7 separate regions of the Mus musculus genome follow, and all the other regions are linked to region 1. A link is a contact called in public HiChIP or PLAC-seq, capture Hi-C and promoter capture Hi-C data. All regions are on one chromosome and are shown on one strand. Each heading gives the region's core, a stretch centred on a gene start, on an enhancer-like site or on the middle of the called end of the contact. The rest is flanking DNA. Distances are from core to core; before and after follow the strand shown. Region 1 holds the start of Trim39 (tripartite motif-containing 39). Region 2 overlaps Gabbr1 (gamma-aminobutyric acid (GABA) B receptor, 1). Region 3 holds the start of Olfr90 (olfactory receptor 90). Region 4 holds the start of 2410137M14Rik (RIKEN cDNA 2410137M14 gene). Region 5 holds the start of Tcf19 (transcription factor 19). Region 6 holds the start of Zfp57 (zinc finger protein 57). Region 7 holds the start of Olfr94 (olfactory receptor 94).

Region 1 (2,813 bases), core at 10-2,509:
GAACTCGAGGCCAGCCTAAATTAAATATAACCAATAAATAGTTATTGGTCTCAATAAATGAATAAGTGTATGGAAAGAGACAACCAAAGCTCTCCATTCTTAAGATGTCAATACATAAGTAAGCTAATTTATCTGGTCCCATAACCCCCTACTTTCCTTCTGTCCCAAAAGGGGCCCCCCAAAAAGGAAGGAAATTTGATAGGTCTACCCATCGACAGAAAAGTGCCCATGTAATGAATTGGGGCAACAATGATTATTTCTGTATACTGGTGGTACAAATGGAAGGATTTTAAGTAGGAGTTGGTAACTTATCCTCTTTTAATGGAGAAAAGAATTGATCCAGATAAGTACAGTTGGATGATTTCTTTCTTCTCTGCCCATTAGAATCCAGTTTTGACTAGTGACTTAGCCTCCTCCTCCTCAATCCTACAGATAAGTGGCATCCTCACCTAAAACTGAACCATATTCACACTTGAGAGACCTGCATGTATCTAATTAGCAAATAGATGGTATGAGAGAGAAACGGGCTCAAGGATAGTGAAGAACGGAGAGGATTTGGAGCTGGGGGTGGTGTGGTGGTGGTGTAGAGGGCAGCCATAATATGGCCTTGTGCTCCTCTGGCTTGATCCTTCCTCCCACTCTCCATTACTCGATCTCAGTGTAAGTAATCGCGTCAGAGACGTCCACGTTTTGCCTTTAATCACTATTGGGTACCACCTCAGGAGCCTCTTTCAAGCACTGGCCACAACTCTGTCCCACCCGTTCTCCATCTTCTCCAGCCATATCGGGAGCATGAGGACCAGAGTGAGGGAGCATACGTCGTGCTTGGCAGGGAGGAACGGATGCGTGTCTAAGTGAGGGAGAGGTGTGACGTGAAGGTGGGATGCCCGCTGCCATGTCGCAGCCCAGACCCGCGATGACTGCGTCAGTTTCACCCGGGGAGACCAAAGGCAGCGGGACAGGGGAACGGCGGGGTAGCCAAGCAACGCCGGACGCGCTGACGTCGCCGGGGCGGCAAACGTCCTCCGGGCCCGAGGCGGGCGGAGGCAGCTGTGGTTGCGCGCCGGCCGGCTGACGTACTCGCCGGGCGTAGGGCCGCGGCGAGAGGAGCCCGCTCGCTGGAGCCGGCTGCGGGACCCTTGTGGCGGCGGCGCAGCACCTACCTTCCCGGCTCCGGGTCCCGGAGTGCCGGGCGCGGAGCCGCCGGAGCACTGCCTCCCTCCTTCCTCCTCCCCTCACCCCCGCCCCGCGGCGCGACACACAATACTCGCCGGAAGCGGAAGCCGCGCTGCGGCGATGGAAGACAGCTGCGCGGCGCCGAGCCGCCGTGCCAGGGCCTAGTCGGGCCCGCGGCGGGTGGCGGGCGGAGAGCCGGAGGCGAGGGCCTGCGCGGCTAGTTTACCGGGCGAGAGGGAACCCGCCGCTTCCCGTGGCTGAGGTGCTGGCGCCCAGGTGACCAGAGCGGTCCCCCGGAGACTGAGGGCCGCGCATGCGCGTGGCGAGACGCCGAACCCCATGGCGGGCAGCGCGCCGTGGCTGGGCTGGCAGAGCTGCGCGGTCAGCGAGCCCGCAGAGGCTCAAGCTGGTCCTCGGTGGGGCTGGGAACCGCAGAGGCCTGGGCGGCTACGGGTTGTGGGCGTTGGGCCACACTTTCCCGGTCTCCGGGTCAATTCTGGGGGAGGGTTGCTGTTTAAGGCGGCGGTGTATTACGTGGCCGACCTGAGAGTCTATGCTGGCACGTCACTTCCGACTGGCTGAGGTTTGGCAATTTAACCGGCAAGCTGTAGTAGGTGAGTTATCTTGGCTGCAGACCGAGGTGCGTCTTTTCCCCTCCTCCGGTTGGGTGATGTATTAGCCAGGGGTTCTCTAGAGCTACAGAACCTAGTGAATGTTTCTCTCTCTATAATTAATCGTGATGACTTACAGGCTAACCCAACAATGGGCAGCTGTGGATGGGAAGTCCAAGAATCTAGTAGTTGCGCAGTCCCACGTGGCTAGTTCTTTCAGCTGGTCTTCTGTAGAAGTAGGTTCCGACAGATGTGCTGGCAAGTAAGTGCAAGCCCGTGAAGAAGAGAATCTTCCTTCTTCCTATGTCCTTATGTAGACTTCCAGCAGAAGGCGTGGCCCAGATTAAGGTGTGCACCACCTTGTTTGGATTTGGGACTTGCTTTCTCCCGGGCTGACTTTGAACTCAGAGAACTCCTTGCCCCAGTCTGGGATTGAAGTCGTGTACTGCCTTGCCTGGTCCTAAACTTAATGGCCACTGTACCTCAAGATCTCCATGTCAAGATCCAGGTCAGAAACTTGTGTCTTCCAGCCTCAAGATCTGGATCACAGGTGAGCCCTCCAATTCTGGGTTGTAATTCCTTCCAGATAGTCAAGTTGACCACCAGGAGTAGCCACCACAGCTGACATTAGCGAAACGCTTTCCCTGGCTGGAGCTGGAGTGTAGAAAACCGGTCTAGTTCGGTGCTTTGCTGCCCCTGCATCTAGGATGCCAGGAGGACCAAATCCTGTGCTCAGGAAACACTGGGTGGGAACCAAAGCCTGCTTCTTTCTCTTTGAAGACCTTGCTTAAGTTTCTCTGGGAGAGCAGATGGAGCTTATGGATAGACTCCAGACTTGCACATTGGCCTCCTTGTTGTGTTTTATAAAAAGATAAGGAGAGAAGGAGTGTGTTTGGTGGAGGTGTAGTCAGGTGTGGGAGGAGGGGTGCCTCTGCAGGCCCATGCTGCCGCATCCCTCCCCCCTGAGGGACCAGCCACACGATGACGATGGCATAGTATAGAATAGAGTTTATTCAGGGAATGGGG
Region 2 (2,888 bases), core at 48-2,547, 790 kb after region 1:
TGGCGTGTGTCTACCTTTGCAGTGCCATGTGAATTACAGATTTCCAGGGGCATTTATAGTATGTCCACTTTGAGCTGTGCTCAACGATAGGTACCAGTCCTCAAGAGAGGAATGGAGCTTCTTTCTGTTCTAGTGTAGTTGAGCCCAGACCTTTGTGTTTCAAGGCCCAAGCTATTTCTAGAAAATTAGACAGAAAAATAAATGTCTTTAGGGCATGGGAACAAGGTTTAAAGATTTTTTAAAATTTCATTTTATCCATTTATTTTATGTATGTGTTCACACCAAGGTGCATATGTGAAGGTCAGAAGTTAACCTTTGGGTGTTGGTTCTCTCCCTCCACTATGTGTGTACCAGAAATCCAACTCAGGCTTGGCAGTAAGTAGGTGCTTTTACATGCTGAATCATCTCACTGGCCAGGAACAAAGATTCTTCATTCGTGTATCATCTCTGCTTTGTTAGAGTGTGCCTGTGAACGTTCTAAACCCGACCAATTATCTGTGCAGTGACTCTGTGTCATACAAGTGCTCTGCCAAGACAAATTTAAATGTTTTCCTATCTGGTCAGGAAGGGAAGGTATGATGTTCTCTGTTATGTGGAAGGCAATTCTGAGAGGTTCAGGAATTCATTCACCCATAAGTAAGAAAGCCAAGCAGAGCTATTGTAAGCTATACGGCCAGTTCTCTTCATCCATGAAAGTTAAAGGGATTGCCGTTCTTTTTAGGTTCCTTAGAAAAAAGGTTGAGTGCAAAAAGGGGTGTGAATAGGACTGAATCTGGACCTGTACCATGTGAAGACTGCTTCCTGTGGCTGTCGCCAGTCCAAGGAGGCAGCCAACAGAAGTCATATCAGACTAGCGAGAAGTTAGCTCCCTAAAGAACAATCCTCCTGGTTCGCAGGCAGAGTGCAAAAGGCTGTGGTGTCGCCTTTTCTGGATCTTTCAAAATTGGAGGAGTTGTTAGCTCCTGGGTCACCTCTGCTGTAAGAGCCTGAGGGTTGGGAGAATGCCAGCTGCCTGCAATATCCATCTCTTCCTTGGCTGGGTCTTTGCTTCGCTCGTTTGCCATTCATTTCCCAGAGTGTTTATTCATCAGATTTCTCTGTTGTTTGTAGTTCTGAGCTAGCAGCTGTACACTCTTAAGACCATTGGACTCAGCTAATCCCCGCTTTTAGTCTTGTAGCTTCCAACCCAAGATAGACACATGGGTATAGCTAACGATTTTGTCTGTACATATGGTCTACCCCACAACACGAACACAAACCATCCGCTCGAGTCACAGTGTCTGAGCCAGAACTGAGGCCTCTCCCCCTGCGCCCACGCACATTTCAATGCTCTCTCCTCTTGTTCTTCCCTCCAGACATCACAGGAATTTGTGGAGAAACTAACCAAGCGGCTGAAAAGACACCCTGAGGAGACTGGAGGCTTCCAGGAGGCACCACTGGCCTATGATGCTATCTGGGCCTTGGCTTTGGCCTTGAACAAGACCTCTGGAGGAGGTGGCCGTTCAGGAGTGCGCCTGGAGGACTTTAACTACAACAACCAGACCATTACAGACCAAATCTACCGGGCCATGAACTCCTCCTCCTTTGAGGGTGTTTCTGTGAGTTACAGCAGCTTCTGTTGTGCACCCCATGAAAAGGGAGATGCCTGGAAGGTCCCTAGATACATTTTCTCAGTTATCTTTCTGTCAGAATCAGTAAAGCCGTCTTAGACTATGGAGGTGGGACCCCCCCAAACCAGAAAGCCATACAAAATATGGCAGTGAAAAGAATTGCTCTATTCTAGTGCTTTTCAAGCTGGTCAAGGTGTTTACAGTTTAAAAAAAGAGAACGACTTGAGAATTCATCTCCTCATTCCTTTTAAAGTAAGGAAATTAGTGCCCAGTAGGGTTTGGTGATTGCTCCTGATCCTCTCTCGGGGGGACTCTCTAATTCAGATCTTAAGATGAAGGAAGCTTCTTCTCCAAAGAATACTGTTTCCAGAATCTAGGGTATGTGCATCTGGGGTGTGTCCTACATGCAGCGGACGGATGCCATAAATAGCCTTCATTCAGAAGCTCAATTACATCAAAAACAGAAGGTTTCGGAGTCCCTGATGTTCTCTTTTCCTCCTGCTTTTATCCCCTCTGCCTTCCTCCACATGTTTCTCCTCAGGGCCACGTGGTCTTTGATGCCAGCGGCTCCCGGATGGCATGGACGCTTATCGAGCAGCTACAGGGTGAGCCCGGGTGTGAGGGGGCTCAGGGAGGGGCAGGCAGGGCTGGGCAGGGACTGGGCTGAGGGCTCTCTTGGAAGAACATTGATCAGCCTCCACAGATTGCCAGGTACATTTTGCCTACATTGCATTGTGTTCGTCAGGCTTTTAAATACTGATAAAAAGAACATGGGTAGGATCTTTGCAGTGATTCTGTTCTTTCAAAGGGGCATACAGGTTAAAAAAAAAAAAAAAGCAGCTGTTCTTTCTTCCCAGTGGCTTTAGTTTTAGTCCCAGAAGTTGCCTGCCTGAGGCTGGGTTGAAAGGTGAAGAGCTGTCCAAAAAGTGTGTCCAAAAAGATCAAGGAAAGCTGGCTTCTTTTAAAAGGAATTCACTCAGTTCCTTGCTATGTGAGAACAGCATTCCAGTCCTACTGGCCTTTCTAGATAGCGTTCCCTGTAACTTAGTTCTGAGGAGTCTGCAGACCTACTGTGAGTTAATCCTTCCGTTCCACCTGACTTAGCCTCTTGTGGGTGTGGCCAAGAGACCCATTTCTTAGCCTCTGGGAAAAGTTTCTTTCTCCCTCCCTCCCTCCCCCCACCAACGTCTGCCACCAAATCCTCTCAGCTCTCTTTGTATATGGGACAAGTGAGGCTGGACTTCAGCCAGGGCGAAGTGGGTGTGAGATGGCGTTTGG
Region 3 (2,816 bases), core at 312-2,811, 810 kb after region 1:
TCTTGCTTCCTCAGACATCTGCACATATACACACACTCACACAGAGACATAACATAAAAATCAAACCTTGGGCCAGCGAGGTGTTTGAGCAGTTAAGAGCACTGGCTGCTCTTCCAGAGCTAGTGAGTTCAATTCCCAGCAATTACAGGGTGGCTCACAACCATCTGTAATGGGATCTGATGCCCTCTTGTGGTATGTCTGAAGACAGCTACATTGTACGCATAAAATCAATCTTTAAAAAAAAAAACAAAAATAAAATAAAACCTTAAAAAATAAATACGATACTTTATATTTACAGGGAAGGGAAAGGAATTAGAGATAAAGTCAATGAGATGAAGCGTATGAGGACGAGGATGAATTAATGAAAATACAGGTAGATTACATTTGATTCATGTGGTAAGGTTTTTGCATAGTTATACTCCTTTACTGAACCTCTCTTCTTTGTGTCTTACAGTCTGTCATCTACTACAGAGGCAGGATAGGTCTGAAGATGTTAGGGAGGAAAACTTAAGCCTACAAGGCATGCAGATTTCCCATTCAGCTTACTGAGAGTGTGTCAGCCGGGCTTCACTTCCTTCCAGAGCAGCCTCCTGAATGCCCTCTTTACTTCCTTGTTCCTTAGGGTATATATGAGAGGGTTAAGAGAAGGAGTTCCCACAGCATAGAAGAGACCAAAGAACTTGCCCCTCTCTCGAGCATAAGGATTCTTGGGCTGCAGATAAACAGCGATGACTGAGCTGTAGAAGAGAGTGACCACAATGAGGTGGGAAGAGCAGGTCCCAAAAGCTTTCCTGCGCCCCTTTGCAGAGCTTATCCTCAGCACTGCCCTGGCAATGGCACCATAAGAGACAAGGATGAGGCTCAGAGGTACAACCAAGATGAAGACACTGGCAATAGCCATTTGTATCTCATTATAGGTGGTGTCCCCACAGGACAGTCGAATCAAAGCAGGGACCTCACACACAAAGTCGTCAACCTGATGGTGGGGACAGAAGGGCAGGCGCAGAGTGGATGGCGTCTGAACTACTGACTCCACTAGGCCAATCGTCCAGGCCACAGCTGCCAGCTGGCAACACAGGCGAGGGTGGATGATGGTGGCATAGTGCAGGGGCTGGCACACAGCCACATAGCGGTCAAAGGCCATCACTGCTAGCAGGATGCACTCCGTCGTCCCCAGAGATAAGAAGATGAAGAGCTGGACAAAGCATCCCAGGAAGCTGATGGTCTTTTCGGGGCCCCAGAGGTTGAACAGCATCTGGGGGACACAGGTTGTGGTGAAGCAGAGGTCCAAGAAGGAGAGGTTAGAGAGGAAGAAGTACATTGGAGAGTGGAGCCTGGGATCCAGGGTGGACAGCAGGAGGATTAGTGTGTTTCCTAGGAGGGTGAGGAGGTAGGAGCACAAGACAACGACGAAGAGAACCTTTTCCAGTTGTGGGTGTTCAGAGAAGCCCAGCAGGAGGAAGCCCACGGGGGAGCTCTGGTTGACCATGGTCTCTGTATCTAGTTGGAGGGATGAGACTGTCAGCTTAGTGTGGTACAAAGGACCTGGTGAAAACTCACCCTGACTACTTCTCAGGACACACAAGGTAGACTGATGTTTCTCAGGCTCCCTTCTCCAGGCCCGTCACCTAAGGACTTTTCTTCCATTCTTCCTCCTGGTCAGATAGAGTCCACTAGCTGAGAGGAAACCAGGAGTGTGGTGGAGAACAGGTGGCTCCTCACACTGGGTTCCTGGGCAAAGGAGACTGATGTCAATAGCAGCAAAGCACTCTTTGCTTTCTTTGTGCAGTTTTCAGTGTGTTACCGTAGTGGCACCCAACTCATTCACGCACCAACTTCTGTTCTTACTAACTTTCTGTTTCTAATTTGCTTGTTCTCTTGGCAATTAACTCCTTCCTTTTCTCTGCCTCATTCTGAATATCTTTATGTGTTTCAAATACCTGTTTCTTTGCCCTTTTCTCTCTTTTGAGCTTTTCCATTTGGTATAATTTCTCCTAGTTTGTGTCATCCTGTTTTTCTTTTCTTTTCTTCTTGTCTTGTCTTTTCTTCCTCCCTCCCCCCTCTCTCTCTCTTTCTTTCTTTTTTTTTTTTGAGACAAGTTTTCTTTGTGTAGCCCTGACTATCCTGTAACTCACTCTGTAGGCCAGATTAACCTCATACCCAGAGATCTGCCTGCCTCTGTCCTGAGTGCTGGGATTAGAGGTGTGTGCCACCACTGTCTGCCTGTCTTTCTGACATTTATTGGCCTGTACATTTTTTTCCCTCTGAAGCTCTAAGGTGTAAACATTGTACTATGAGACAGGGCAGGGGTTGGTCATCTGAAGAAGTCAATGATGGTCTGGTAATCACTTTCTCCTTTTTATATTGAGATTTTACATCTGCAAAGTATTTTCCTTGGGCCAATTGTGATAGATATCTATCTGAACACCTGGTTTCTACAAATAGCTCTGCAATGATCATCCCAATTTTATCAATGATCAAACTGTATCAGGGTAAATAACATGTTTCAGGCACCTGTCCAACAGATATTAGGATGAAGATTCCAGAGATAATTTCTCGGGCCTGGTGTTCAGAGAAATGCAGAAAGAGGGGAACTGTGGCTGACCATGCTCTGCTCCTGTTCAGAACTTGAAGGAATGAAACCACATGGCTGGTATAGGTGTTAGAAATTCACCCTGTTTAGGTCAGGCATTGTGGCAGCCTTTCATGCCTTTCATGGCAGCCCTCAGGAGGTGGAGGAAGAAGGGTGATGAGTTTGAGGACAGCATGGGCCACACAGTGATTCCTTATTTCAAGAGCAAAAATGGACTCAGCAG
Region 4 (2,910 bases), core at 242-2,741, 710 kb after region 1:
CAGTCTCAGATGTGAGTCCAATCATCCACACCAAGTGCATTGCAACCCTCCGCTGCCATTCCACACCACATGGAGAAAGCAGAGACACATCAGTAATTTCTCCCATGGATGGTTTGGCTTCAATTTCATGTCTTATATCCCAGTAACCGTGAACCTGATCCTCCCAAGCCCATTTTGGTCCTGCTGGGTCCCCACTTGGGTGTAGAGTATTTTATTACTTTCTCCGGAGAGATATGATAGATATCTATTCACCCCAGACAGGACTCCAACAACAGACCAAATGAATGATCCCATCAAAGCCCATCCTTACCATCCAACACAGTTTGGCAATCCCATAAATGCATTGAAGGTTACTTACAGACACGAGTGAGGCGTTACTTAATACTCATAAACACCTACAACACTGAAAAGCCCACTCCAGCATGAATGACAACTCACAAAAGCTAGATCACTGGAGTGTGCCACCAATGAATTCAATCAATTAATACACACACACACACACACACACCATTACCATACTGGCTATCCAGAAGTTCACTATATAGACAAAGCTGGCCTCCAACTCACTCATCTGCCTGCCTCTGCCTCTTCAATGATGGGATTAAAGGCATCAGCCACTACACCCATACCATCAATTAACCTTCTAGTTCCCATATACACTAATATTTCTGAAGTCCAGATGTGGCTAGTAGGATTCCTTGTGATTGGGGAACATAGGAGGGTGTGAATGGCTAGAATCCCCAGTAAGGGTAATCACAGCTTTTCTGATTTTGAAACAGTAACAGCCTTGTGTGGAGCCTGGGGGACAGTATTTCACAATAGGTGGCTTAGGAATTGGTCCTGGCATAAAGTCTGCTCAAGGGCCAATAGAAGCTACCCCTGAAACCTGCATGCTGCAGCATCTCCTCCCCTTTATCCAGGTATTTGAGAAGCCACTTCAACGCACCTTCCCTCCAAGAAAGATGTGCATGATATAACAAAACCAGATGCCTCTTGCTTGCACCTAGTGATCTGAGACTCCTCGGTATCCACTGCAACCCAGGAGCGCAGGTCCTCTCGGTCAGAGAGATGTAATCCTGGCCTTCATAAGTGATGTGCTTATACCCACGGAGGAGGTGATGGTCTGGCCCTATGTCACAGCCGATTAGTCACTGGACAGTGTGAGACTCTGTTGAGGCCAAAGTGGTCAGCACCATGTCCCAGGTTAGCCCCATTCATTGCACACAGCCTGCTCGTGATTGGTCAAAGCCTACTTCAAACTGAAATGAAACCACAGTAAATTTCTGCAGGCTTCTCCAGGATTGCAGGAACTTGCAGATTTCACCAGCCCAAGGTACATATTTCATAAGAATATGCGGAGACTATAGACTAGCCTTCCATATAGGATCACTCACCATTCTCTCTCTGGCTATGATAGCCGAACAGGGTCCACAGTTCGATTTGACCGAGTATTAAGATCCTCCTGGCGAGGCGCATCAGCTCCTCCAAATGCTCAGGTTCCTGAGCTATAAATGGCACCCACGGCTCCACCCACTGACTCTCCAAGTCTTTGCTGAAGCTCGTGATCTGTATGTTGTCCATGTAGCCTCGGTGAACCGAGGTTTGCCTTAGCCAGGATCGTACAAGGTGGTGGTGAAATACCGCAGGGAGTGTGAGCCTAGGGGTGGTGCGGGGGTCAACCCAGGTGGACCTGGAGACAAGCGGACTTGCTGGGAGGAGAACTAGCACACAGGGCTCCAGACACGGATTGGAGAAGAGAGCCTGGCAGAGGGTGTGTAGTTGGGAGACAGCCGCTGAGACTTAGCGTTCCCTGAGCTATTGCTGCCCAGCCTCCTCCCTCCTCCCCACAGAAGTGGCTTCACTTTCCACCCTGCACTCACCCGCGCTGGCCTGAGTTGGGACCAGGGCGGTCGCCAGCAATGGAAAGAGGGTGTGCAGCACCACGGACCCCATCCTCCGTGTTTGGAGAACTTGAAGAGCAAGATCCCTGTCTATGAAGTTTTATAGCGTTGTGGGTGTGTGGGGGCAGATCATGACTCTTAGTGGTTCTACAAAATTCCCACACACAACAGAAGTGAACATGTGGGTGTCCAAACATTACTGGGGAAAAGAGGTTTCCCATTTGTGGATTCTTAGAGTGTTTTTGATTAAAAAGAAAAGAAAGAAAAGCCAATAACAAGCCAGAGTCAGAAGGACGCTCCAGGTTCACCTCATTAGTTCGGGATGGCGGGGAGGGGGAGGGGTGAGGGAAGGCAACAACACTAGCAAACCATAATCTTAGCAGGGGCTAAGGGTCATCAATGGGGGAGGGTAAGCAGCTGTAGAAAGGAGAAAAGAAAGGATTAACCCCTTGAGTTATAAATCAGGAAAGCAAACAGACTCAGCAGTTAATCTACAAGGAAGTGGATTTGGGGGGAGGGCTGGGGGGATACTTCAGGAACGTAGTAAGTACATTATTTCATTTGGGGTATTATTATTCCTTCCATTTCCTTTGCATGTTTTCAAATGACCAGCTTTCCAGAGGGGTTGTCTGCTGGCTAGGTGATTAACAAGTCTAGTTAGATTAGCTCCCAAAGAAGGTGGAAGGGGGCATTGGTATGCAATATTCTAATCTCTGGGACAGATCGGAATGCATAGTCTCCACCCTTGTCAGAAGTGGAGATTAGTTTCCATTCTTTTGACCAAAGTCAAGTTACCCAAAAGCCCTGATACCCCTACCCTTCTCAACTGGTAAATGGATGTGTGTGAGCGGGCCCATTCTTAACAACCCCTAAGCCAGGTGACGCTTGTCTAGCTGCCTAACACTGGCAGAAGCTCCTGAGAACTGACGGTGTGTAAACTAGAGAAATGAACCCTGGGGCCACAAGGAAACTTCAATCCTTAGACTGCTTGAAAGCAAGATCCTAGACC
Region 5 (2,816 bases), core at 79-2,578, 750 kb before region 1:
CTAGGAAGCTAAGACCTGAAGATGGAATACTGAGGTAAACCCCAGCCTTTGTGGACTGTCTTGGGTTGGGACCGAATGCCTAGGTCACTAGAACACTCATAAATGCCTAGCAGGAACAAGGTGCTTCAGCAAACGTGGGAACAGTCAAATCTGAGCTTAATACTAGAATGTAGAATTTGATGACAGCTTGCACACCCCTCTTAGGTCCGGTGTAGGCTAAAGCAGACAAGCAGGTTTAGTCCTGTGTGGAGCTGACAGAAGTGTGAGCAGACAAGACGGAACCAAGACTGCTCACCAGACTAGGACTCTGGGAGGCAGGTAGCAGGGTCCCAGAGGCTCCTCTTACTCATGCCTGTCTGGGGCTCTTCTGCTCATTGCTTACCTTGGCTGCTGTGATCCTCCAGGCTGACCCTCCAGTCGTCCCCTTGGAGTTCAGCATGCAATTCCGCATGGACTCCAGAGATGAGGCCGGGCTCCTGCTGGGGCCGCAGGGCCACATCACACAGGTCGGCCCTGCAGCCCAATCGATAGGTGCAGCCAGACTTGGACGGGGGGTGGAAGGTGTAGAGGTCACCGCCCCTGCCGCCCCCTATACGCAGCAGCTGGAAACAGGGCAGCATGGGGGGTGCCCCCTCTGCACCACTTTGCCCACCTCAGAAGTCCATTCCCTCTCCTACTCCTGGGTCATGCACCGTGGGCTTCAATTCAGTTCTCTCTGATGTCAACAGCTAAGTATTGTGCCTAATGCCAACTTAAGCAGTGCAGATTCAGAGCGCCAGAGGCCTGGATATGCACCAAGACAGAGGCTGTCAAGATGAGGTTTAAAAAGCAATTCCAGTAAAGTCCTGATGCGATGCAAAACCAGGAAGACGTCTTGTGGCACCTCAGTGAAGCCGGATCCTCAGGCGGCTCAACATCCGGGAGCCTCCGACAATCTGTGCAAGGCAAAGCTAGTTTAAACCGCAACTGGGAACAGGCAGAGGGGGTGAAGGGGCCCTGGTACACAAACGTGCGTGTGACACGGGTCTTCTCCCTAAGTGTAACCTGGAGTCAGGGAATTTATGGTTAAACTTTCTAATCCAAGTAGCGCACCCCTTCCATCTTTCCCCCCCACCCCCGCTCTTCGGATCAGTTCCCCTAAGGGAAGTGAATCCACTGTCACCCGCAAAGGGCGGCGCAGACGGGTCCCTAATTCTGTAACAAAGTGGATCTCACCCTTTCTTTTTTTCGCTCGCGGGGTAAACTGAGGAAGGGATTCCGTACCCTGCGTCCCGCGCTCCCGCCGAGGTTTGACAGCCAAGGAAGCCGCCCCGAAGGCGGGGCTTGGGTGAAGGCGCGCGCGCGCGCTGCGCAGACTCCTCCTTCGGAATTCCCGGGTCCGACTTCGCGCCCGCGAGCCCGCCCCCCCGCCGGCTGCTTCTGATTGGCCATCTGAGTTGCACCCATTTGCTCTATTGGCCGATGCGCAGGGGGGAGTTGCTCATCTCCCGCTCTCCGCCACTTCTGATTGGCCGGCACGTTTTCCCGGGTTCCCGGGGAGAGGAGGGGCCGTCAGGGCGCGGAGAAAGTTTGGGGCGTCAGGGTGCCTGCTTGCACCTTTCTTCTTCCTATTTCCGGTAGGGAGAAATGGAGCTGTAGAGCAGCCCGCCGCCCCGCGCATGCGTGATCTGGGTGTGGCGTCTAGACTGGGTGCTAGGTGTAAGGGGCGTGGCAAGAGGGCGGATCTCGCGCTGGGTAAGGGGCGTTCGGGGAGAGTCAGTTGGGGGCGGGAAGAGTCTGAGAGGGGGCGCAAGGGGGGCGGAGGGGATCCACAGGGCAAGAGGGGTGCAGGAGCTGGGTCAAAGGATAGATGAGGAGGTCAAGACAGCCTCAGAGTTCAGGGTCCTGACGGGGATTAGCCCGGGGTGTGTGCGGGAGAGAAGTGGGGGAGACAGGACAGGGAGCGACCAAGATAATTCCATCGAAAAAGACTCATACTAGGTCTAGGAAGAGAAACGGGTAGGAATCGCGGGGGTTGAGTGAAAAAAAAAAAAACCCAAAAACTTGAATTCTGATGGAAGTGGGGGAAAGAAGATGCTGTAGGACTCCGAAGAGAGATGCATCGGGAATGGAAGCCGAGGGGATAGAGAGCAACTGAGGCCCGTTACAGAGAGGCCCAGATGAGTTGCCAGGAAGCTGGCTTCCCAGCAACGGGCTCCCGGCTGCTCCGATTCCTCAGGGATCCTAGGGAAGACGCTTAACCCCACATGTGGCCTCATTCTTCCCGGACCAGGCCTTGGGCTAACTCTTTAATAGGAAATGACTCAGAAATCCTGGCTCGATGGTGCCTAGATGGGCTTCCCAACGGCCCTACCATTCCATGGCAAGGACTGTGGAGAGTGGGCTCCTTATACTGTGTCCAGAGAGTCCTGAGCTGCAGGGACCGTAGACACTTAAGGAGGAAGGTAAAGGCACACCACCCACATTCCTGTAAGTAGAAGGAAGCCTCGTCTCAGTAAATTTACCTTAGGGTTGTTGCCTGGTTCATTCTATCAGGAGCGTAGTTGGGACAAGCAAGTGGTTTGGTTACCGTGTGCCTTAGGGAAGTAGGAAAAGAGAAGCGTACAGCCCGATAGACCTGTCAGTAACTTAAGGATTATGACTTTGTTTTTATAGGGCTTTTTCTTTGGAAGGTGGCCTGAAAAATTGAATTGAAGTATCCTTGTTTCTCCTATTGTCCAGGGGAACATAGGTGACTGGAGACAAGAGCTACAGGATTCATATAACAGGAAGATGTTGCCACCGTCAGGTCAGTGAGGCTAGTCAAGGAGACCAGG
Region 6 (2,743 bases), core at 174-2,673, 730 kb after region 1:
ATCAGCTGGAAACAGCCTAGTGGCCAGCATAAAATGTTGAACCAACCTTTGTAAGGGTTTCATTTGTCCTATAGTGTTTGACTGTGTGCTGGGGCTACCTGCTGGCCAACATGGTGTTTCCACCTCAAGAATTAAGGACCAGAAGCCAGTATACACTCAATCACTGAGTCGAGGGGGTCTTGAATTCAAGGTCAGCATGGCTCCATAGTGAGTTCCTAGGAAGAGCTGTCTCTAAGAAAGTAAGTAAATAATAAATAAATAAATTATTTATTTATTTAAAGTTGAAGAACCTAAATCAGCTAATTATGGTTGCTCAGTTTTGTAAATAAGGTAATTTGAAGTCAGGGTGAGAAACAGTTCATTATTGACGGAAAGCGTGGTTTTTGTTTGTTTGTTTGTTCTTTTACCTCACTACAGGCCTGTTACATATGGATTGCTTCAATCCTTCTTCTTCTTCTTTTTTTTTTTTTTTTGGTTTTTCGAGACAGGGTTTCTCTGTATAGCCCTGGCTGTCCTGGAACTCACTTTGTAGACCAGGCTGGCCTTGAACTCAGAAATCTGCCTGCCTCTGCCTCCCAAGTGCTGGGATTAAAGGCGAGCGCCACCACCACCCAGCAACCTAGTACCTTCTATACTTTCCTATCACCCTCCCCAACTATGTTTGTGCTTTGGCTGCCTGAGACCTGGGTTAAGTGTTATAATTCCAATGGAACTTATTAAAAACAAATCCAAACAAACAAAAGAAAGGATTACAGAGAGAGACTGAAGTGAATTTGGTATGTGAAACACTAATACGACTTGACCGTGATGTGATACCTGTGAAGTGTCTGTATCTTTTTTTTTTTAATCATTATTTTTATTGTCCTGAGTCTGTATGAGTGAATGCCACATATGGGATGGTACCAAACGAAGAGTGTGGGGTTCCCTGGTTACAGGTCTCTCTGTGCTAGGTGTCCTGGAATCCTCTCTAACTACTGAGCTATCCTGTAACTATAGTCTAAGTCTCCTGTGCTTTCTTGGATTTTACTTTAGCTAAGATGTTGCTCCACGGCCCACTTTACTTGTCTGCGAAGTGTTCCAGTTTTTCTTTAGTCTTACCTTATTTTATTTGTGTGTGTGTGTGTGTGTGTGTGTGTGTGTGTGTGTGTGTGTGTGTGTGTGTGTGTGTGTGTGTGTGTGTTTTACTGTGTAGCCCAGGCAGGCGTGGAACTCACTTTCAGCTGCCTAGTACAAGGAATTACGGAAATTGAGTCACCCGTCCCTCCCACCACCCCCTACCCCCATCCCCCACTCCCATTCCCCACCCCAGGAGTAAATACTTATCTTAGGAAATGGAATTTCCTAGCGCAGCTGAGACCAGTGAAGACCAACAGTAGGCGGGACGAGAAGGCGTGGCATTCAGGCATTGGGCTTCTTCAGATCTAAATTTCTGACCTTGGCAGACAGCCACTTGAGATGTGTTACCTGCGGACGGAGCAGAACGGAAGCAGAGGGACAAAGTAGCGGATTCCTGACTTCTGGCAAGGGCCCCTTCCTGGGTTTCACGCCGCTGCGTTCTGGTCGAGGCTGGAACGCGCGCCCAGCCCTTTGTGTGGCTGTGGTCCGAGGCTACGGCTCAGAAGCCGAGCGCTGGGAACGGCAGGACTGCCGAGCCTCAAGTAGGGCTGTCGAGCGCGGTGAGAGCGTGCGGGGACCCGGGTGGAGCCGCTCCCTCGGTGGAGCCACGAGGGCCCGACACCTGGGTGGGAGAAGCCGCCTGGCTCCGCGGTGGAAAGGCTCACGTGGCTGAAACCTCGGGGGATTAGAGTCTGGGACCGGGGCTGACCGGGCAAAGCCGGCGGGCATTTCTTGTCAGATTGTGCGTGAGAGCGGCGGGGCCACAGATTTTAGAGAGCCGGACAGACGGGGTGTATTGTGGCAAGTTTGCCTGATCTTCCTGTCTTAGCTTCCTTTGTGCTATTGGGGCTGACTCCTCAGATTTGTGAAACAATGAATGGGCTTTAGTTGGAGGAGTGCACTCAGGGTTGAGAGACGTCTGCACAGTCCCTCCAGAAATTTACCCAGTGGAAGGGTGAGGCCAGGCCTGGCCCATCTCCCATGCCAGGGGGGTGGGAGTCGGGAGGGACGGGACCTGACCTCCGGCCAATCAACAGCCAAGTCTTATTTAGTCTCTTGCCTTCTCAGGGCTCCTGCACCAGGAAAGAACAATCAGAGGTAAATGAGTGAGGAGGTGGATGGAGGTACCCAACACCTGTCAGTCTCCTTAATCAGCCTGTATCTATATTAAAGACCACTCCCTGCTTTGTGTGAATGTGCAGCAGCTCCTGCTGCTGTTGTTGATGATGTTTTATGCTTTCTGTAGCCCAGGCTGTCCTAGAACTCCCGGAGATCCTGTCTCAGCCTTCCTAGTGTTTAGGTAATCGTCTAGGTCACCACGCATCTTTATGCTATTGTTAAGACTTGTTGATAAAGGGGTCTTTGCTGAGAATGGTTAAAGACAGGTCCTGGAAGACACTAGCATAGAACTGTATGGACAGGTCCTGGAAGACACTGTTTGGAATGTTTTTTTTTTTTTTTTTTTTTCCAACGGAAGAATAATGAGAGGTGAGACAGACAGAAGGAAGGAAGAAAATCAACCTCAGAATGCAGCTTTCCTGGCAACTTTTTTGGGGATCAGAGCTAGCGATTCCTTGAATGCCTTGTTCCTTGCTGGCACTTTCACGTAGCAAAAGAATTGAGAGGA
Region 7 (3,125 bases), core at 585-3,084, 930 kb after region 1:
AAACCTAACACCCTCTCCACGTGTCGGGTGGGCAAGGAAGGGGAAGAGCCTTATCCTATCCGGCAGATGGGAGTCCCAGTTTAACCAGGGCCAGCACAATTGCCTATTATTTGCAGACATTCTTTGACGTTCTGTAGTGGGCATGGTGACCTGGCTAGGTTTGCATTAGCTGGACTGGCTCCCCAAGAATGGAAACCATGTCTTGTTTCTGGAAGAGATCTCTGTAAGGTGGGGCCCATAACTTCTTTGTTAACCCGAGAGAGACTCCACCTGATGGGCGAGGTCATGGAATTTTTTAAGGTCTTTTGTAAGCCTGGAGAAAAAAATAAAGGTCAGCACCAGGGTGCTCATCATCTTATCTCCAGGTGGATTCTTCAGGGCTGGTACAAAGTCTCCTCAGAGTGCATCTGACCCCCTCCTGCATCCTGCTTCCCTCCTTACTGAGAGTCCCAAGAGCCATTTACCACATCACCATTTAAGAGTGTTTATATATTTCAGGAGTCCCCTCTCCGCACCCCGCAAGAATTCAAACCCTACCCGGTGAGAGAAAAGAATCTCGCTACTAACCCAGAACTCACGGAGCACAAAACTTGCAGATCCTTATGCACAGACAAAAATTATGAGCATCCTATTTCCAGGACTCTGAGCCCTTCTCAGTTTTTTCACTGTCCCACCTATGGCCTCCCCAGACTCCGCAAGAGCCTCAGTGCCGCCCCCTTCACTTCCTTGTTCCTCAGTGTGTAGATGAGAGGATTGAGAGCGGGAGTGACCACCGTGTAGAAGAGCGAGACGAATTTGCCACGGCCCTGGTTGTAACTATGCGTGGGTTGCAGGTAGGTGTAGGTGGCAGAGCCATAAAATAGGCAGACCGCGGTCAAGTGAGAGCCACATGTGCTCGCCGCTTTCCGCCAGCCAGAGCTGGAGTGCATGCCCCAGACCGCGCGGCCCACGGCGATGTAGGAGGCCAGGATGACCGCCGAAGGCACCAACAGGATGACCACACGCGCGGCGAACATCTGGCGCTCGGTGGCGCTGCGGCCGCCGCGGCAGGCCAGCTGCAGCAGCGCCGGCAACTCGCAGATGAAATGGTCCAGACAGCGGGGTGCGCACAGGGGACGCGCGGCCAGCAGGGCGGTCTGCGCCGCGGAGTTGGCCAGGCCACCGAGCCAGGAGACTCCGGCCAGCGTGCGGCACAGTAGCGGCGAGGCCAGTGAGGTGTAGCGCAGAGGGTTGCATACCGCAGCCGCGCGGTCCAGCGCCATGACGGCCAGCAGCACGCACTCGGCGGAGCCCAGCGCCAGCGATGAGCACAGCTGAGCCATGCACCCAGCGCGCGGTAGCTGCAGCATTGAGCCGCGCAGGCTGGCCAGCAGCGGTGGCACCACACTAGTGGTGAAACCCACATCCACCAGAGCCAAGTGGCAAAGGAAGTAGTACATGGGTGTGTGCAGGCGAGGGTCGCGAATGGCCAGCAGCACCAACGCCGCGTTGCCGGTGAGCGTTAGTAGGTAGCAGAGAAGGACCAGTGCGAAGAGGACAGGCTGCAGAGAGGGCCAGTCGCTGAAACCCAGCAGTAGGAAGCGCTCCGCTGAGCTGTGGTTAGCCTGAGGGGGAAAACTCCAAGAAGGTTCGGAAGGCGAGACAAAAATATTTAATGCTAGACAGTGTTGCGGGCCTTGCGCTGGGAGGCAAAGGCCAGAAATTTCTGTGAGTTCGAGGCCAGCCAGAGCTACATAGTAAAACCCTGTCTTACCGCTAACCACAACAAACAAGAACCTCCAATATGGGATAAACTCGGCACATGCCCAAGTTTTGGTTTTGTTACATAGCCACATCCCAGTATTCCTTTACAAGTCCTTCAAGGGGGATAGAAACTGTGCTTAACAGGTGAGCCAATTAGACACAACTTACAAGATCAAATTGTCCTAAGTCTATCGCTAGCTAACCAGGTCTGTGTTCCTGGTTCTGGTTGCCCTTCCAGGGATTAAGGAAGAAATTCAGCATTCCTCCTAAGGGCAGCTATAAAGATACTTTGTATAAGAAGGGCATACTCCACTCTGAGCACCCCGCCCCCAGTTTTCCTTAAAAGTGGGCGTTGTCTAAGAGTTAAGCCTGAGTGAGACTAGATGGAGCAGTATCATCCACTTTTCTGTTTATGCAACAGTTAAAGCCAAGTGCGCTCTGATAGGAGGAGCCAAGAAATATCTAGCTATAGTTTCCACTGGACTACACCAAATATGGTAACTGTAGCCAATCAAATATTTTTGTCCTTAGTCTCCTTTCCTTCCTCTCTGCCTCCGTTGTCTCTGCCTGTCTTGAGGTTTCTTTCCTTCTCTCCCTGCCTGCTTCTCTCTCTCCCGCCCTCCCTTCTTTCCAGTAGGGCCTCATGAAGCCCAGGTTGGCCTTCAGTTCTACTTGAGAGGCAGAGGATGGCCTTTGAACTCCTGATCCTCTTGTGTCAACCTCCAGAGAGCTAGGATTATAATCATGAGCTACAGTGTCCAGCATCCACCCAAATGTTTCTTTGTTTTACTTCTGTGTTCATCCTATCAAAATGTTCCCTATGTTTCCCGGCTGTGGCCCACTGAACCACTTTTGCCTGATTCAGAAATAGCTATTTGCTCAAATAAACCCGTTTAAAGTTTATTGTGCCTCGCCCCCCCCCCCCTTGGGCTGGGGATTGAATCTGGGACCTTGCACATGCTAAGCATGCTCAGACTGAGCTATGCTCCTACTCTGTGAGTTTGTTTTTAACATGTTATACTGGAATACTTCCTATCAGACCAGAAATGAGGAGCCCTCAGGCCTCAAACTGTACTCAGCTAAAACAACAGTGTCTGGTTGGTTATTTGAGATGTAGAAATCATTTCATATCATTCTCCTTCAAGTTTGTCATGTGTAAATGGTGGTGGAATTTGACTTCTTGGGTCTATCATGGGCTTTCCTGTCAACTGTTTCTCAAACAAATTTAAAAGAAATGCAAGAAACAAAAAGGACCTCGATTTCAAGGCTCTAGGTATTGATACTGAATTCAACAATCTGGGGGATACAGAAATTATCATGGTTGATAGAATAGATAAAACTTGCACAAGAGTCTTTCTATGCATGCTTTATGACAGATATCA

Evidence for each region. Promoter capture Hi-C pulls out the DNA fragments that hold promoters and counts their contacts. HiChIP or PLAC-seq counts read pairs in DNA pulled down with a chosen protein or histone mark. Capture Hi-C pulls out chosen DNA fragments and counts their contacts.
Region 2: a contact with region 1 is called in an H3K27ac HiChIP or PLAC-seq map of SST interneurons, with 4 times the contacts expected there. The contact joins the enhancer-like site here to the promoter of Trim39 in region 1. A contact is called at or near these places in 9 of 39 promoter capture datasets (the 3T3-L1 cell line, cranial neural crest, embryonic stem cells and 5 more), 1 of 484 Hi-C or Micro-C datasets (cortical neurons), 7 of 115 datasets of contacts at active chromatin or transcription factors (SST interneurons, astrocytes, embryonic stem cells and 1 more) and 1 of 9 other capture datasets (embryonic stem cells).
Region 3: a contact with region 1 is called in a promoter capture Hi-C map of hippocampal neurons, with 10 times the contacts expected there. The contact joins the promoter of Olfr90 here to the promoter of Trim39 in region 1. A contact is called at or near these places in 7 of 39 promoter capture datasets (cranial neural crest, embryonic stem cells, hippocampal neurons and 4 more), 4 of 115 datasets of contacts at active chromatin or transcription factors (embryonic stem cells, epiblast stem cells and forebrain) and 1 of 9 other capture datasets (embryonic stem cells).
Region 4: a capture Hi-C map of embryonic stem cells shows a contact between it and region 1, with 3 times the contacts expected there. The contact joins the promoter of 2410137M14Rik here to the promoter of Trim39 in region 1. A contact is called at or near these places in 5 of 39 promoter capture datasets (frontonasal cranial neural crest, hippocampal neurons, liver and 2 more), 8 of 115 datasets of contacts at active chromatin or transcription factors (astrocytes, bone marrow-derived dendritic cells, embryonic stem cells and 1 more) and 3 of 9 other capture datasets (adipose tissue, embryonic stem cells and liver).
Region 5: a promoter capture Hi-C map of the HPC-7 cell line shows a contact between it and region 1. The contact joins the promoter of Tcf19 here to the promoter of Trim39 in region 1. A contact is called at or near these places in 2 of 39 promoter capture datasets (the HPC-7 cell line and erythroid cells).
Region 6: an H3K4me3 HiChIP or PLAC-seq map of embryonic stem cells shows a contact between it and region 1, with 7 times the contacts expected there. The contact joins the promoter of Zfp57 here to the promoter of Trim39 in region 1. A contact is called at or near these places in 7 of 39 promoter capture datasets (cranial neural crest, embryonic stem cells, frontonasal cranial neural crest and 4 more) and 6 of 115 datasets of contacts at active chromatin or transcription factors (bone marrow-derived dendritic cells, embryonic forebrain, embryonic stem cells and 1 more).
Region 7: a contact with region 1 is called in an H3K27ac HiChIP or PLAC-seq map of epiblast stem cells, with 7 times the contacts expected there. The contact joins the promoter of Olfr94 here to the promoter of Trim39 in region 1. A contact is called at or near these places in 4 of 39 promoter capture datasets (the 3T3-L1 cell line, cranial neural crest, embryonic stem cells and 1 more), 5 of 115 datasets of contacts at active chromatin or transcription factors (astrocytes, embryonic stem cells and epiblast stem cells) and 1 of 9 other capture datasets (embryonic stem cells).

What each region holds. Positions count from the first base shown.
Region 1 is chr17:36,270,174-36,272,986 of GRCm38.p6, forward strand. It overlaps Trim39 (tripartite motif-containing 39), which reads right to left and starts at 1,260. Exons shown (of 7, transcript NM_178281.1): 1 at 1,164-1,260.
Region 2 is chr17:37,061,179-37,064,066 of GRCm38.p6, forward strand. Gabbr1 (gamma-aminobutyric acid (GABA) B receptor, 1) reads left to right here. Exons shown (of 23, transcript NM_019439.3): 12 at 1,356-1,598; 13 at 2,152-2,215. Among named protein-coding and RNA genes, the nearest start is that of Gabbr1, 17 kb to the left of the region's middle. Within about 2 kb of position 1,298, at least 50 of the 459 cell types and tissues checked have an H3K27ac peak or open chromatin away from gene starts, as enhancers often do. A contact at or near this core is called in SST interneurons, cortical neurons and forebrain, where this site is marked.
Region 3 is chr17:37,084,675-37,087,490 of GRCm38.p6, forward strand. Olfr90 (olfactory receptor 90) reads right to left here and starts at 1,562. Exons shown (of 1, transcript NM_146477.2): 1 at 517-1,562. The coding sequence starts at 1,489. The coding sequence ends at 557.
Region 4 is chr17:36,979,746-36,982,655 of GRCm38.p6, forward strand. 2410137M14Rik (RIKEN cDNA 2410137M14 gene) reads right to left here and starts at 1,492. Exons shown (of 4, transcript NM_029747.3): 1 at 1,395-1,492. The coding sequence starts at 1,397. It also overlaps the pseudogene H2-M4-ps.
Region 5 is chr17:35,515,496-35,518,311 of GRCm38.p6, forward strand. Tcf19 (transcription factor 19) reads right to left here and starts at 1,329. Exons shown (of 4, transcript NM_001163764.1): 1 at 1,264-1,329; 2 at 383-935. The coding sequence starts at 620. It overlaps Cchcr1 (coiled-coil alpha-helical rod protein 1), which reads left to right and starts at 1,758. Exons shown (of 18, transcript NM_001372297.1): 1 at 1,758-2,444; 2 at 2,722-2,788. The coding sequence starts at 2,247.
Region 6 is chr17:37,001,102-37,003,844 of GRCm38.p6, forward strand. It overlaps Zfp57 (zinc finger protein 57), which reads left to right and starts at 1,424. Exons shown (of 5, transcript NM_001013745.2): 1 at 1,424-1,676; 2 at 2,185-2,214.
Region 7 is chr17:37,196,132-37,199,256 of GRCm38.p6, forward strand. Olfr94 (olfactory receptor 94) reads right to left here and starts at 1,835. Exons shown (of 1, transcript NM_001011518.1): 1 at 675-1,835. The coding sequence starts at 1,835. The coding sequence ends at 675.